2 separate regions of the Sus scrofa genome follow, and region 2 is linked to region 1. The links are chromatin contacts, called in public Hi-C maps. All regions are on one chromosome and are shown on one strand. The core of a region is the stretch at or near the end of the contact, and the rest is flanking DNA. Distances in the headings are between cores, read along the strand shown.

What was found. Hi-C and Micro-C count contacts between places; a contact is called where the count stands out from the background.
Region 2: a Hi-C map of omental adipose tissue shows a contact between it and region 1, with 1.9 times the contacts expected there. The contact joins two enhancer-like sites. A contact is called at or near these places in 13 of 47 Hi-C or Micro-C datasets (adipocytes, adipose tissue, alveolar macrophages and 9 more) and 2 of 2 datasets of contacts at active chromatin or transcription factors (alveolar macrophages and skeletal muscle).

What each region holds. Positions count from the first base shown.
Region 1 is chr5:90,389,331-90,396,245 of Sscrofa11.1, forward strand. No RefSeq gene overlaps it. Among named protein-coding and RNA genes, the nearest start is that of PLEKHG7, 80 kb to the left of the region's middle. Within about 2 kb of position 3,656, at least 3 of the 83 cell types and tissues checked have an H3K27ac peak or open chromatin away from gene starts, as enhancers often do. A contact at or near this core is called in omental adipose tissue, where this site is marked.
Region 2 is chr5:91,515,350-91,522,166 of Sscrofa11.1, forward strand. The region is part of intron 4 of LOC102159901 (a long non-coding RNA gene); the gene reads left to right. Among named protein-coding and RNA genes, the nearest start is that of DCN, 160 kb to the right of the region's middle. Within about 2 kb of position 2,867, at least 10 of the 83 cell types and tissues checked have an H3K27ac peak or open chromatin away from gene starts, as enhancers often do. A contact at or near this core is called in omental adipose tissue, where this site is marked.

The sequences.
Region 1 (6,915 bases), core at 2,406-4,905:
TCTTACCTGGAGAAGAACTCTTCTCAGAGTGCTTTCCCCTTGTAATTTATCTGCCAGAGATGAAAGACTGGTGTATTCTCCAAGAGGCAGAAATGATGAAATTTGGGAAAGTGAACCATAGAACAGGAATGGACTTTAAGATAATTTAGAGTGGTTGTTTTCAAACCTTATTTTCGCTGTCAAAGTTTTATTTTATTTTTTTTTAACTTTTTCTTTCAAATAACATCTTACTCTGAACCCTGAAGCAGTAGAACAGAAGTAAGCAGAACTTCTCAAGTTAAAGTAGAAGGTAGAAGGTCTGTGGCCAGCCTGGTCCCAGGAATCTTCTTCTTGCTTTCAAGGTGCCCTGAGCTCTGAGCAACACAAGCAGAAAGTAAACAAGCAGCTCCCAGACAGCCCTCATGCGACTAAATCTTGAGGAGATACCCATCATCCTGTATAAGGTCAATGGCAAAGCCAAGCCTTGACCCCAGTGTCCTTAACTCTGACTCCAGGACTCACACCAGTTTTCCTCAGTGTTGCTCGACACGGTTGGAGGGCAGTCAGCTCCACTGGGCTGTAGACTCTGGGAAGCCTGGAACTGGGTCTCCTTCGCTGTTGCCGTGCTCCGCATGCAGCAGGCCCTCAAGACAGAGTTGTTGAATAAAGGAAATAAACGACATACACAATGTCATAAGTTGACTTACTCCTTGTGCTTTTAGGGAGTGAAATGGAGCTAAAAGACATGAGAGTCTCTTTAGGAAGAGAGGTTAGTCCTGGGAGAGAAATGCGTTACTGTTTTTATCTCTGCCAGCCTACCATGACCATTTTGCTGTTCCTCTCCAGTTTCATAATCCTCAGCCAGAGAGTTTTCACTTGTTTAGGGTTAAGATCTTTTGGGTCTTCCTGTCGTTGACTAACCGAGGCCATTTTTGAGACCAGCTCTTTTATAAGCTTTATTTCCATGGAGATTGACTCTCTGTGGAGCGTTGAGTTGAAGGCACCCCAAGAGCAGCATCCCACAGAAATCCTCATTCAGTTTAAACCCTCCTCTTCAGCTTTCATTTTGCTGTAAAACAGACATCAGAAGCAGCATCTGGGCCTGACAGCTCAACTGTGATAACTCACTGTAATTGCCCTTTAATGGCTTGTCTTGAGAAGGGACCTGTGCTCACCATCTCCGTGTTGGTGTCAGTTTCCATTTAGCTCAGGTGAAGATGGCAGCTAATGGCAGTCTGTTTGATGACTTCCACCTATGTCTTAACAGGTGCCTCTCCTTCTCGGGCATCCTGGGCAATTGACCATAAGCACGAACATCAGGAGTGATGCATTGAGAGGAGAAAAGAAAGAGCCATCAGCTTTTCCGATATCAGAGTTACAGGCAGTAGCTCAGCCTGGCTGCCAGCACATTCTCTTGGGCCCTGTGGTATCTGTCCATGTTCACTTTGTTTTTCTTTGGAAGATTAGCAAAGGTATTGGTTGGCTGACCTACCACCTGTGCCCCATGGCTGAAAATAGCCTGTTTAGGCCAGAGTGAAATGCTTGGTTATCCCTTCATCCTATTACTTATTCCACTCCACTGAGGTCACTTTTCCAAAGAAGCAGCCACAAAGACCATTTTATCTGCAGTGCCAAGAGGAGGACTGGAGAAGGCGCTACCAAGACTTAGAGAGTCTAGGGATGATGGGCTAGTTGTCATCCAGGCAAGTGGACCAGAGGGTCTTTTAAAAAGTTGACATTAGGACTTTTTCTCTGTCTTTTTTTCTTTCTTCTGACAATAACAAATGAAGCATGTCAGGCTTGTCTTCAGTTATGCAACATGTTCCCATTCGTTAGAAACCAAGGCAGCGATTCCAGCTGCATTCCAGTGGCTTTGAAAGTCCAGCTCCCTCTCTGACCCAAGGTTGAACAGTTTCAGTGCTCACCCTCCATGCTGCTAACTCAGGTATCCCTGGAGTGCTTACATGTTTGCATATTTAGGAAAGAGAGCTGAATCTAGTTCATTGGATTTCAGAGAAGGGCTGAGGCCTTGTCATTTGTTTCTGGGATGTGGAGAAATGGGAAGTGCAAGAGTTCTAATCTCATTCTGTGTGCAAGGGAAGAGAATTGTCATGTAGCCAGGAGGGTCAGACCCTTGCATGGGACCACACAGTGATGCTCCCTATACTAAGATTGTGGTTCTGGGAATTCATGTTCTGATGGCTCAACATTTGGGGTGTCACCATAAATCTAGAGTTTTGGATGCTGAGGAGGATAAAAGTAGAATCCACTTACATTCCTTTGCCCTAAACTGTGGGCAAGTGTAAGATAGACCCTGATTTAATAACATCTTTTTTGGAGGGAATTGGGGACTGCAGAGAAGAAACAGAAACATACATGTTGATTAAAAAATATACTTCGGGAGTTTCCGTCGTGGCGCAGTGGTTAACGAATCCGACTAGGAACCATGAGGTTGCGGGTTCGGTCCCTGCCCTTGCTCAGTGGGTTAACGATCCGGCGTTGCCGTGAGCTGTGGTGTAGGTTGCAGACGCGGCTCGGATCCAGCATTGCTGTGGCTCTGGCGTAGGCCTGTGGCTACAGCTCCGATTGGACCCCTAGCCTGAGAACCTCCATATGCCGCGGGAGCGGCCCAAGAAATAGCAAAAAGACAAAAAAAAAAAAAAATATATATATATATATATATATATACTTCGATGTCAGAAATATCAAAGTGTGAAAATTTAGCCTTGAGAAAATAAGTATATTATGAAATGATGGGAAATTAATATTTTATGGGAACTGAATAATTAGACACCAGTAGTGGTTCTTTCTCTTCCAAGTACCCAGTGAATCTCTGATGGGTAAGGTAAGTTTAAAGGTTTTGCCAGTTTTTGAAGGATTGGGAAATTGGAATGAATAGGTGTAGTCACCGTAATGGTAATTACCACGCTGAATGATGACCATGTGCAGGACAGATGCTCTGTCTGTGTTATGTCAGACTCTTTCTGTAATCTGGAAACATGGGGATGCCTCACCCTCTTTTGCAAATGAGGAAACTAAGGCTCCGGACGTTTATGTGACTCGGCACAAGGTCCCAAAACTACTAGAGGGTCAAGATGTTATTCGTAATGTGCTTTGTTTAATGCTTCCAAAGCCACACTTCCTTGATAGAAAAACATGAAATGTTTAAGCCTCTAAAAGAGCAGCAAAGTGCAAAGGGAGGGTCCTGGGAGAAGGCAGGGAAAGGAGAGTCTCTTTGGGGCTTTGGAGAGGAGAGCGTGGTTCTTTTCTCAGCTCCATGATAACAGCAGGGCTTATTATTTCGTGGATTCAGGGCCACGTGCTTTTCGTGCATTGTCTGTTTAGTTCTTACAGCAGTCCTGAGAAATTACTATGACTCCCATTATGTAGACAAGGAAACTGAGGCCCAAAGTGGTCATTTAGTTGGTAACTTTAAACTGTGGTCTGACTTCAAGTCCTACGCTCATGACCAGTAAATTATTTCATGACCAACTGAATTATTTTTTTCCCCATAAATTAGGATGTCTCTTCTATATTCTCTCCCAAACTTCCATTTCACCCTCAGTCCCAGCTCCAAGCCCCCAGTGGTTTACATGACTGGTTTTGTCAAGCCCCTCTTTGTTTCCAAGCTCACGCGAAATAACCACAAGGTGGCGGTGTGACATTACACAGTTCCAGCACCGGGGAGAGGGCTCGCATCTTCCCAACTGCATTAACCAGTTCACAACTCAAATCCCAGACAGACACCTCATTGTCACCAAGACTGGCCTTAGTCGCTCATCCTCTTTTACATGCAGACACATGGAATTCATTCCCCAGCAGCTAATCCTACCGGCGGGGATCCCAGAGACCTCAGCCGAATGGCAGTGGTGACCCCAACACTATGGGGTGGCAGCAATAAATGCTCCACCAAGACCTCAAAAAAAAACAGGAAAGGCCCATTTTAAACTTTTTATGTAAAAAATATTTATGAGAGTTCTCATTGTGGCTCAGCAGGTCGAGAAGCCAACATAGAATCCATGAAGTTGTGGGTTCAATCCCTGGTCTCACTCAGTGGGTTAAGGATCTGTTGCCAGAAGCTCCAGTGTAGGTTGCAGATGCAGATTGGATTTGGTGTTGCCTGTGACTGTGACGTAGGCCTGCAGCTGCAGCTCCAATTGAACCTGACCTAGGAACTTCCATATGCCACAGGTGTGACCATAAAAGAAAAAAATAAATAAATAAAAAGAGTTCCTGTTGGGCACAGAGGTAATGAATCCTACTAGGAACCATGAGGTTTCGAGTTCGATCCCTGGCCTCGCTCAGTGGGTGTAAGGGTCCAGCGTGTGGTGTAGGTCGCAGATGTGGCTCGGATCTAGCGTTGCTGTGGCTGTGGTGTAGGCCGGCAGCTGGAGCTCGATTCAACCCCTAGCCTGGGAACCTCCATATGCCATGGGTACGGCCCTAAAAAACAAAACAAAACAAAAAATTTTTGTATCCTGACCCTCCACTCCTCCTTCCTATTTAGCTTTATGGAATTGGTGTCTGAAAAGTATGGATGTTATGGAAAGAGCCAGGAGAATGAAGAGAAAGGCAGAGAGTCAGGCTTTGTTATCATAGGGCAAGGTTCAGAGAGCTCTTAGGCTCCTTTCTAGGTGATTTTAACCTCAACATCCTATACCCTGGACTCATTTCCTCATGCACGAAGTGGAGAACAGTGTCTGCCTTGCAGATTGTTGGGAATATCAAATAAGGCTATGTCATGAAATATCTTTAAGTGCTTTATCATGGAAAGTAAGCGCTTTCTTCAAATGTTTGTTTCCTTAGCCTAGAGACTTAAGGCAACCAAGAGAAAGACCAAGATTTATATGAAAGGAGAGAAGAGGATGGTGTAGTTAGGGTAGAAATCAATACACAGTCTGTGGACAAAGAGAATTCCTGTTGATCTAATAACAGAAAAAATATTTGCAAGGCTGACAGAACAAAAGAAATTCTGTTTGCTTCTCTCTGTACCATTTTGTAGTTTATTGTAGAATAGTGTCAACAAGAAACAGTCCTGTTTTTTGAGGAGGAGTGGGAAGATACACATATAAAAGGTGTTTGATTTCAAAAGGTTGTTATGGCTGTGTATCTTGTGTCATTCTTCACACTTACCAGTGTTATCTGAATATAGATCAGGATCAGAAGCATTGAGCCCTGTTTCAAATGCAGCTGTTTTTTTGGGGGGGGTGTTAATGATTTTTATTTTTTTCCCATTATAGCTGGTTTAGAGTGTTCTGTCAGTTTTCTACTGTACAGCAAGGTGACCTAGTCACACATACATATATACATTCTTTCTTCTCACATTATCATGCTCCATCACAAATGACCAGACACAGTTCCCAGTGCTACACAGCAGGATCTCATTGCTAATCCATTCCAAAGGCAATAGTTTGCATCTATTAACCCCAAATTCCCAGTCCATCCCACTCCCTCCCCTTCCCCCTTGGCAGCCACAAGTCTCTTCTACATGGCCATGATTTTCATTTTGGTGGAAAGGTTCATTTGTGCCATGTATTAGATTCCAGATGTAAGTGATATCATATGGTATTTGTCTTTCTCTTTCTGACCTATTTCATTCAATATGAGAGTCTAGTTCTATCCATGTTGCTAAAAATGGCATTATTTTGTTCCTTTTCATGGCTGAGTAGTGTTCCTACACACACACACACACACACACACACACACACACACACACACCACATCTTCTCAGTCCATTCATATGTCGATGGACATTTAGGTTGTTTCCGTGTCTTGGCTGTTGTGAGTAGTGCTGCAGTGAACATACAGGTACATATGTCTTTTTCAAGGAAAGTTTTGTCTGGATATATGCCCAAGAGTGGGATTGCTGGGTCATATGATAGTTCTATATATAGTTTTCTGAGGTACCTCCATACTGTTTGCCAAGTGGTTTTACCAATTTACATTCCCACCAACAGTGTGGGAGGGTTCCCTTTTCTCCACACCCCCTCAAGTATTTGTTATTTGTGGACTCATTTTTTTTTTTTTTTTTTTGTCGTTTGTCTTTTTAGGGCCGCACTACTGGCATGTGGAGGTTCCCAGACTAGGGGTCTAATTGGAGCTGTAGCCGCTGGCCTACACCACAGCCACAGCAACACCAGATCCGAGCCGCATCTCCGACCTGCACCACAGGTCATGGCAACACAGGATCCTTAACCCATTGAGCAAGGCCAGAGACGGAACCCGCAATCTCATGGTTCCTAGTTGGATTTGTTTCCACTCTGCCACAATGGGAACTCCCATTTGTGGTCTTATGAATGATGGCCATTCTGACTGGTGTGAGGTGGTACCTCATAGTAGTTTTGATTTGTGTTTCTCTAATAATCAGTGATGTTGAGCATTTTTTGTTGTTTGTTTATTTTGGAGATTAAGCTCTTGTCAGCTGCATTGTTTGAAACTATTTTCTCCCATTCTGTAAATTGTCTTTTTGGTTTTTTTGTTTGTTTGTTTTTTATGGTTTCCTTTGCTGTGCAAAAGCTTGTCACTTTGTTTAGGGGCCATTGGTTTATTTTTGCTTTTATTTCTCTTGCCTTGGGAGACTGACCTAAGAAAACATTTGAAAGGTTGATGTCAGAGGACCAGCTCTGTTTTTACTGTCTTTCTGATTTGGGGCAAGTTGCTAACCTCAAAATTGTAGTAGCTACTTCTTTATAGGCTGACATAAGGATTATGTAGGATAATGCATGTAAAGTACATAGTATACCCTAGATAAGCACTGATTATTATTATTGATAACTTTGCTCAATTACAATAATAATAGCACTTTTCATGGGCTGGGAATTCAGTCACAGCTGGGAATCTGGTAATATCTTAAATTGCTCAACAAACAATAAAGAGACACCAAAAACCTAAGTTCCTTCTTGCAGATCTCTGCTGAAAGACTTCCTCATCTCCTTT
Region 2 (6,817 bases), core at 1,617-4,116, 1.1 Mb after region 1:
AACAATTTTGAAACCCAGTATAAAGAAAGCAAATTACTTTAGCAGTTTGAAGGAATCTGTAAAGAGAAGGTCAACATTCTTTTTCTCTGGCATCTAAAATCATTAATCATGGATAGATTCATCATATAGTTAGCTGTGATTGATTCAGAAGGGTTGTGGCTGGGTGTCAGTCACCCATAGCTATGAATCTGACAAGCCTCAGAGATTACAGAGCTGGTCACTGCGGTCCCCCTGCCCTTTTAGAATTTGTCCAGAACTAGTGAGCAGAAAGCAGCAGCATGACGTGGCACCCTTCGCAGTCCTCCTCACAGCTGTCTGCCTGAGGGGCTGTCTTACAGCCGACCCTCCAGTGGTAGTTCTTTCCTCTTTCTTGCATTTTGAAAGCCTTTGTATTTCTAAGTGAGGACATTTGTTTGTTACTACTGAAAGAACCAACAAAGGAATGCTTTTAAAAGTCCATGTCAAACACAGACTATTGGGGAAATACTATGAAAAATCACTTAACGTTTTTCTCTTTTCTCTCTCTCTCTCTTTTTTGGCTGGAACATCTTTGTCCTTTTGGGGAGTTGCTAAAAACTAGAAAGACAACTGGCCAACTGTAGTTCCTCTTGACACACAGTGCCTTGGGTTTGTCTTGCAAAGGCCCTTTGTTAATCAGTTTTCCATTTGGGTGCGAGTACTCCCTCCACGTCAAGGTTCTGCTTTGTTCCTTTGTGTACTTACTGAAATGTCAATGCTATGCTTCCTTTGATTAAAATAGTAAAATGCATGATCGACTATTTTATAGGACCCATCACACTACGACTGGTGCCTGTGGTGCCAGAGTGCATGCTTCAAATGAGCACATGTGCTGTTTGAAAAGAGGCATATATGCTCAGGCTTCTCCAAAACCTTATAGCTGTGGCGCCCAGATGTTGGCTGACATGTGCCCCTGGGGTCAGCATGGGGAAAAGTGTCTTATGCTTTGCGGTGGACTCTGTATTAAACTTCACATCAGTAACAAAACACAATTCAAAGTGATGATGGATGAGGTGGCTTGAACACTGTTGAGTAATACTTTGTCACCATTGAAAGGCATTACTCTTTACACAACGGACCCCCATTAACCTTTGGGACTAAGTCTCCTTCATTAAAATCATTCTAGACTTTGTGCAGACTTTGTTTTAAATATTGGTATCAAAAGGCAATGAGACCAATGGGATGCTGGACACTGAGGCATGTCCTAGCAGAAAATATACAAGGTGTGGGCACTCTACGTGCTACAGGCTGAGAAATGCAAGATACTCATGTTCATCTCCAAGCTTTCACTCTATGCTTGAATTTGCTGAACACACTTAGAACTAAGGAAGCTGTAAGAGAAATCAAAAACCTCTAACCCAGTCTATTTTAGAGCTTCCCTCTTGACGTTTTATTTTTCTCCATTTAATATCATGTCTTGGGGCTATCAGAGTCATATAGTATGTTCACAAATTGGATTTCATGAATTATGCTGTCAAGAAACAGTTTATTCATAGCCCAAGGCTAATGCAGTCCTTCCAACTTGGAAAGCAAGAGAGGAAGGCCGCTCAGAGAGTCTTTTCTAACACTAAGAAGGAATTTTTCTTTTCTTTTTTTTTTGCCCAGGAGGAAGAAAAGGCCAGGTCCACCAGACTACTAGTATAACTCCTGATCAGGTTAAGTTAGCTAACTTGGGCAGTAAGATCATGAAGTACAAAGACCATGCAAGGAGGTGATCACAGAGTTTTCCCTGAGTAGGAATGGGGTGTACATATGAAGATTCTTCTAAACAGAGCTCTTTGGTGCATGTGTTGCTCCATGTTGGTTTGGGCACTTGGACTAAAAGGTGTGACTTGGAGAACACTCAGAAGTAAACATTCCTCCCCAACTATTTCTGACTTCCTCTATGTTACTCTTTATACTCATTCACTCATTCAACATTGAGGTATAATGTAAAGATAAAAAGACATAACTGCTATATTTGAGAATTACCCATGACTGGGATATAAATTATTATGGAGACATTTACAAAGTAAGATATCCAGTGCTTTAACAAACATGTGTTTGCTATGCAGTATGGTCATTAAACAGGAATATAGTGAGAAACTAATTAATTAGGAATAGCTGATGACAGGCATTAAATGAAGCTAGACTTAAAAGGTAGATCCACATCCTAAAAAGTCTTGTGCAAGATTGTAGTTAGAGTGACCATTTTTTGTCTAAACTGAGACACTTTTGAGAGACATAGAGAGGTGATATTAATAATACCCCTCATGAGAATGTGAACCAGGAATATCTTTGTTGAACTGAGACCTATGGTTTACCCTAGTTCTAGGCAGAGGGTACCGCGTAAGGATTTTGAAGAGGAAAATGGTGATAGAAGATGTTACGGTTAAACTGATACCTGTCTTAGAACAGCATGAAGGCTGGATTAAATATCCAGACATTGACACCCAGCTTTAGAATGGACTTTTTGTTATTGAGGTCCACCTGAGGACCCACCTTTTCCTGGATGGCTAAAGATAAACTCAACTGGGTCAGCGAACCCTTGGGGTGACCCTTTTCACCCTTCTCAGGTGTTCAAGAAGTGATGTTGCTTTGATCTTTTGAGCCCATAGAAACATAAATTGGTGGGAAGCCAGCTAGTCAGCATAACAGAGCTTTCTAACTGCTTGTTTTGACATTTTACTCAAAGAAAAATATTGGAAAAAGGACTGAGGGGCTGGCAAATCGCTGCTACTCTTTCTCGGTGGTCCCAGAGCACTAATATTTACGTAGCTCAGCTGAGTCAGTGAGGTGCAGCCTGCTGGGTCCCTGCGTGATGCCTTAATGAATTGATGGGACCAGGAAAGGAGGCTGGGAGGGAAGCTAGGGGGCTGCAGGGCACATTAAAACTTCAAGAAAATCACTCTTGTAAAAGTGACTGAGCCTGGAGGGAATGCAGCTGTTTCTGCCTCTGCGTAGTGTTTTCAGAGTCGAACTTTTGGCTTTGTTTCTTCCGCCTTTGCAATTTGAAGTTCTACTAGTGGAGGAATCCTGGGTCTTGGAAGCTCCTCTGTTTTGTATTTGCTTTTGGGCTCCCTTCTGTGTTCCTTAGATAATGACTAGCTTTCCTAATGACTCATTTTCACATCGTATTTTACTTTTTTTTTTTTTTTTGGAGCTATACATTTTACATTTCCCTGAGGCAAAATAACCCTACTCAAAGTTCTTATAAAAGAGTTTTGTGTGCATACCAGACCAGTATAAATAACATTCTGCTTAGACCCTTAGCCATTTCTAAATGAGCACTGATTCTCTTGTTTGTGTATTTTAAATTAGCCTTGGTACAACATTTTTTAGCATCCTGTTACTGTAAAAAGTATTCTCTCAAGTAAGGAATTCCCATTTCTATTTATTTATATATTATACAGTTATTTGTTAAGTATCTATCATGCCTTTGGCAATGTGCAAAGTCCTGGGCTCACAGTTCTTTGAAAGACAAAAATTCTTACTCTTAAAGAGTGTACAATTTATTGTAGGTAAAATGGGGGAGGTTAATGGAAGGAACCATAAATACAGATTATTTATCTGTAGCAGTCATTCTCAAAGGGTGGTCTTAGTCCCAGCAGCATCTGTATCACCAGGGAACTTGTTAAAAATGCAAATTGTTGAGGCCCTTCCAAATCTGTTGAGCCAGGAACTCTCGGTTGGAGCCCAGCAGTCTTTGCTTTAACAAGTCCATGCTTGACTCTGAAACTCACTCCTTGGAGAATCACCAAACTATAATATAATAAGATGTAAGTGTTGGATCATATGGGAGAACATGTGCAAAAGGGCTAGCTCAGTTGTGTAGAGTCAGGGAAAAGTTCTCAAGGCAGTTATTTCTAAATGGAGGATTGAAGGATAGGTAGGAATTGGTCAGGCAAAGAGAAGGTAGGAGTGAGCAGACCTCAGTCCAAGGAGATCATTTACTGGAACAGGCTAGGGGTGAAAAATAGCAGCACTTATTTGGAATTCAGGAGAAATTCAGAGGAGCTGGCACTTTGACTAGAGGAGGGTGGGGACTGTTAACATCTATCAAAGGGCAGGCAAAGCCTACCGTTGCATCTACAGACAGCAGTACAGTGAAAACCACAACTGCTGCCAGAGGTGACAGGCAGGTTTTTCACATCAGGGAGGTAAATCAGAATAAGGTCAATGGGGAAAGAGGCACAGTGAAAGCATGGATATAGGGAGCCTATGGGATCCATCTAGGCAGACAGGCAGAAAGTCAGTAGGAAGGATGATCCAGAAAATATGTGTGAGCTCAGATCGTCTCCTCAAGAGGGTGGCATCAGTTTGCTATGGCTGCCATAACAAAATGCCACAAATAGGGTGGCTTAACCAACAGAAATTGATTTTCCCACAGTTCTGGAGGCTAGAAGTCCAAGATCAAGGCATTGGCAGGGCTGTTTCTTTGAGGCCTCTCTCCTTGGCTTGCAGATGGCTATCTTCTGGCTGTGTCCTCACAGGATCTTTCCTCTGTACACATTCATTCTAGGAGTCCTGCTTTCCTCTTCTTATAAGGGCATCAGTCATATTGAATTAGGGCTACCCTAAAGGCCTCATTTTAACTCATTTACCTCTTTAGAGACCACTATCTAAATAAAGTCACACTCTGATATATTAGAGGTTAGGGCTTCAACATATGCATTTTATAAGACACAACTCTCCCTATGGGAAATAATACCTTACAGAGGGTAGTAATAAACACGACTTAGAGTTAAGAAGAAATGGAACCTTCGGTAGTGGATTAAGGCATGGACCCAGAAAGGTGGTATTTGCCAAGAGAATTCTGGAGTCTTGTACCTAGAGCAATGGGTCCATGTAAGAAAATAACCTGCTTGGTGATAATACATCAAGTCCTTACCTCAATGTCCTTTAGGCTGAAAAGAGATTGACTGCATATTGGGGGCTTGATGAACTCACAGGTATAGGAAATGAAAATGTTAATATGACATAAAAAGTGAGCAGAAAGATACAAGTAGGTTGCCTCAGAGGGAAATCGTATAGTAAAATGTCACCAAATTTGGAAATCAGAAAGGCTGAAGTTGAATGTGGAATTTGTTGTTTTTCTCTTATGTGATCCTGTTTGAGAAACTCAACCACTCAGTCTTAATTTTTTCAACAATGAAGGAGGCCTACTAATACCTACTTTGTGGGAGTAAATAAGATAATACGCATTAAAGTACTAAAAAAATGTCAGCCACTGTTAGCAACTCCAAATATATCAATGGTTACTTTTTTATGGAGAGTTTTCTATAAATCAGATATTACGTTTATGCCTCTTAACTATAATGTATAAATAAAATCATTCAAAAGTATCTAAAGTAAGTGTTCCAAAGAACTCACAAAACAAATACATTTATCCAAAATAATCCTTGATAAAGGATTACTTTGCCAAGTAATAAATACTTTAGCAAGATTAGGTAATAAGGTACTTTCCAAGTTCAACACAAGTCATCAGAATTTAACCGCAGGAACCATGACTGAAACTGTAGTATATTGAAAGAAAGCAATACTCCTTTTACTCAGAAATACTCCTTTACATTGTCTTATTTCACATAATTCAGTGACATGGAGATTGTTTCAGTGGAAATTAGGAAAAAGATAGTGGGCCAGAGGTGAGGAAGGCATTATAATCACTTGATATGGGTATTTGGCTTTCTCTGGCTTTCCCGCTTGACCAGTGGAGGTGGGTATATCAGGAAGGCAGAGCTGAGAGCACAATCTAAGAAGGCTGTTCTACAAGAAGGTCCATCTAGTTTTCTGTACTTACAAAGCAATATTCCCATGGTATATGACTTCTCAGGTGGACATTTTTTTTTTTTTTTTTTTTGTCTTTTTGCCATTTCTTGGGCTGCTCCTGCAGCATATGGAGGTTCCCAGGCTAGGGGTCTAATCGGAGCTGTACCACCGGCCTACGCCACAGCCACAGTAATGCGGGATCCGAGCCATGTCTGCAACCTACACCACAGCTCACGGCAACGCTGGATCCTTAACCACTGAGCGAGGCCAGGGATCGAACCCGCAACCTCATCGTTCCTAGTCGGACTCGTTAACCACTGTGCCACAAGAGGAATTCCTCAGGTGGACATTTTGACAAAGGGAGAAAGAACACATGAGCCGTAGATGATGTTATATCTCAGTGTAAACCAAGTTAACAGTCTGATCTGTCAGACCCCTCAGTTTGACTCAACCAAAACCCTCAAGGACACTTTGACATAGATTATTCAGAATGAGAGATTCAATCATAATTTAATCATGGGCCTAAAACATGATGTAAAAAGAGCAATCATGAAAGTTGTTTCTTAGAAGGGCTTGCTACAGCTTGTGGGCAAGAGTCAGGGACAACTATAAGGGATAGAAAACATCTGAGCTGAGTTAAAATAGGAGCTAAAATAGGAAGGATGCATGTGACTTAAGTAAGGAACATTTAAAGAAGATTCAGTGTCTATTATGTAAGTTTGAAACCTCAGGGGCAGAGCTAGGTCTTTGTGCGGGTTAATCACATTTTCTCCCTCAGCATCCTATGACATCTTGCTCTGTATCCCCAGGAGACTAATGTGAAGTAGGCTTTGCATTATCCTTGCCATTCCTCTCCTGTCTGGGGTCAGTCAATGGGAGATTGGTGATACCGACAGGACATTGGAAGAAGAGAGGGTTGAGGCCAGGGATTCAGCCGCTGAACTTCTCCCTGCGAGGTTACTGCAGGTTGGCTTTGCACCTCTCCTAAAAGGCCACACAACTAACTGGGAAACCTCAAATCTCTAGAGGCTAATATTGGTTCCCTCCCCAT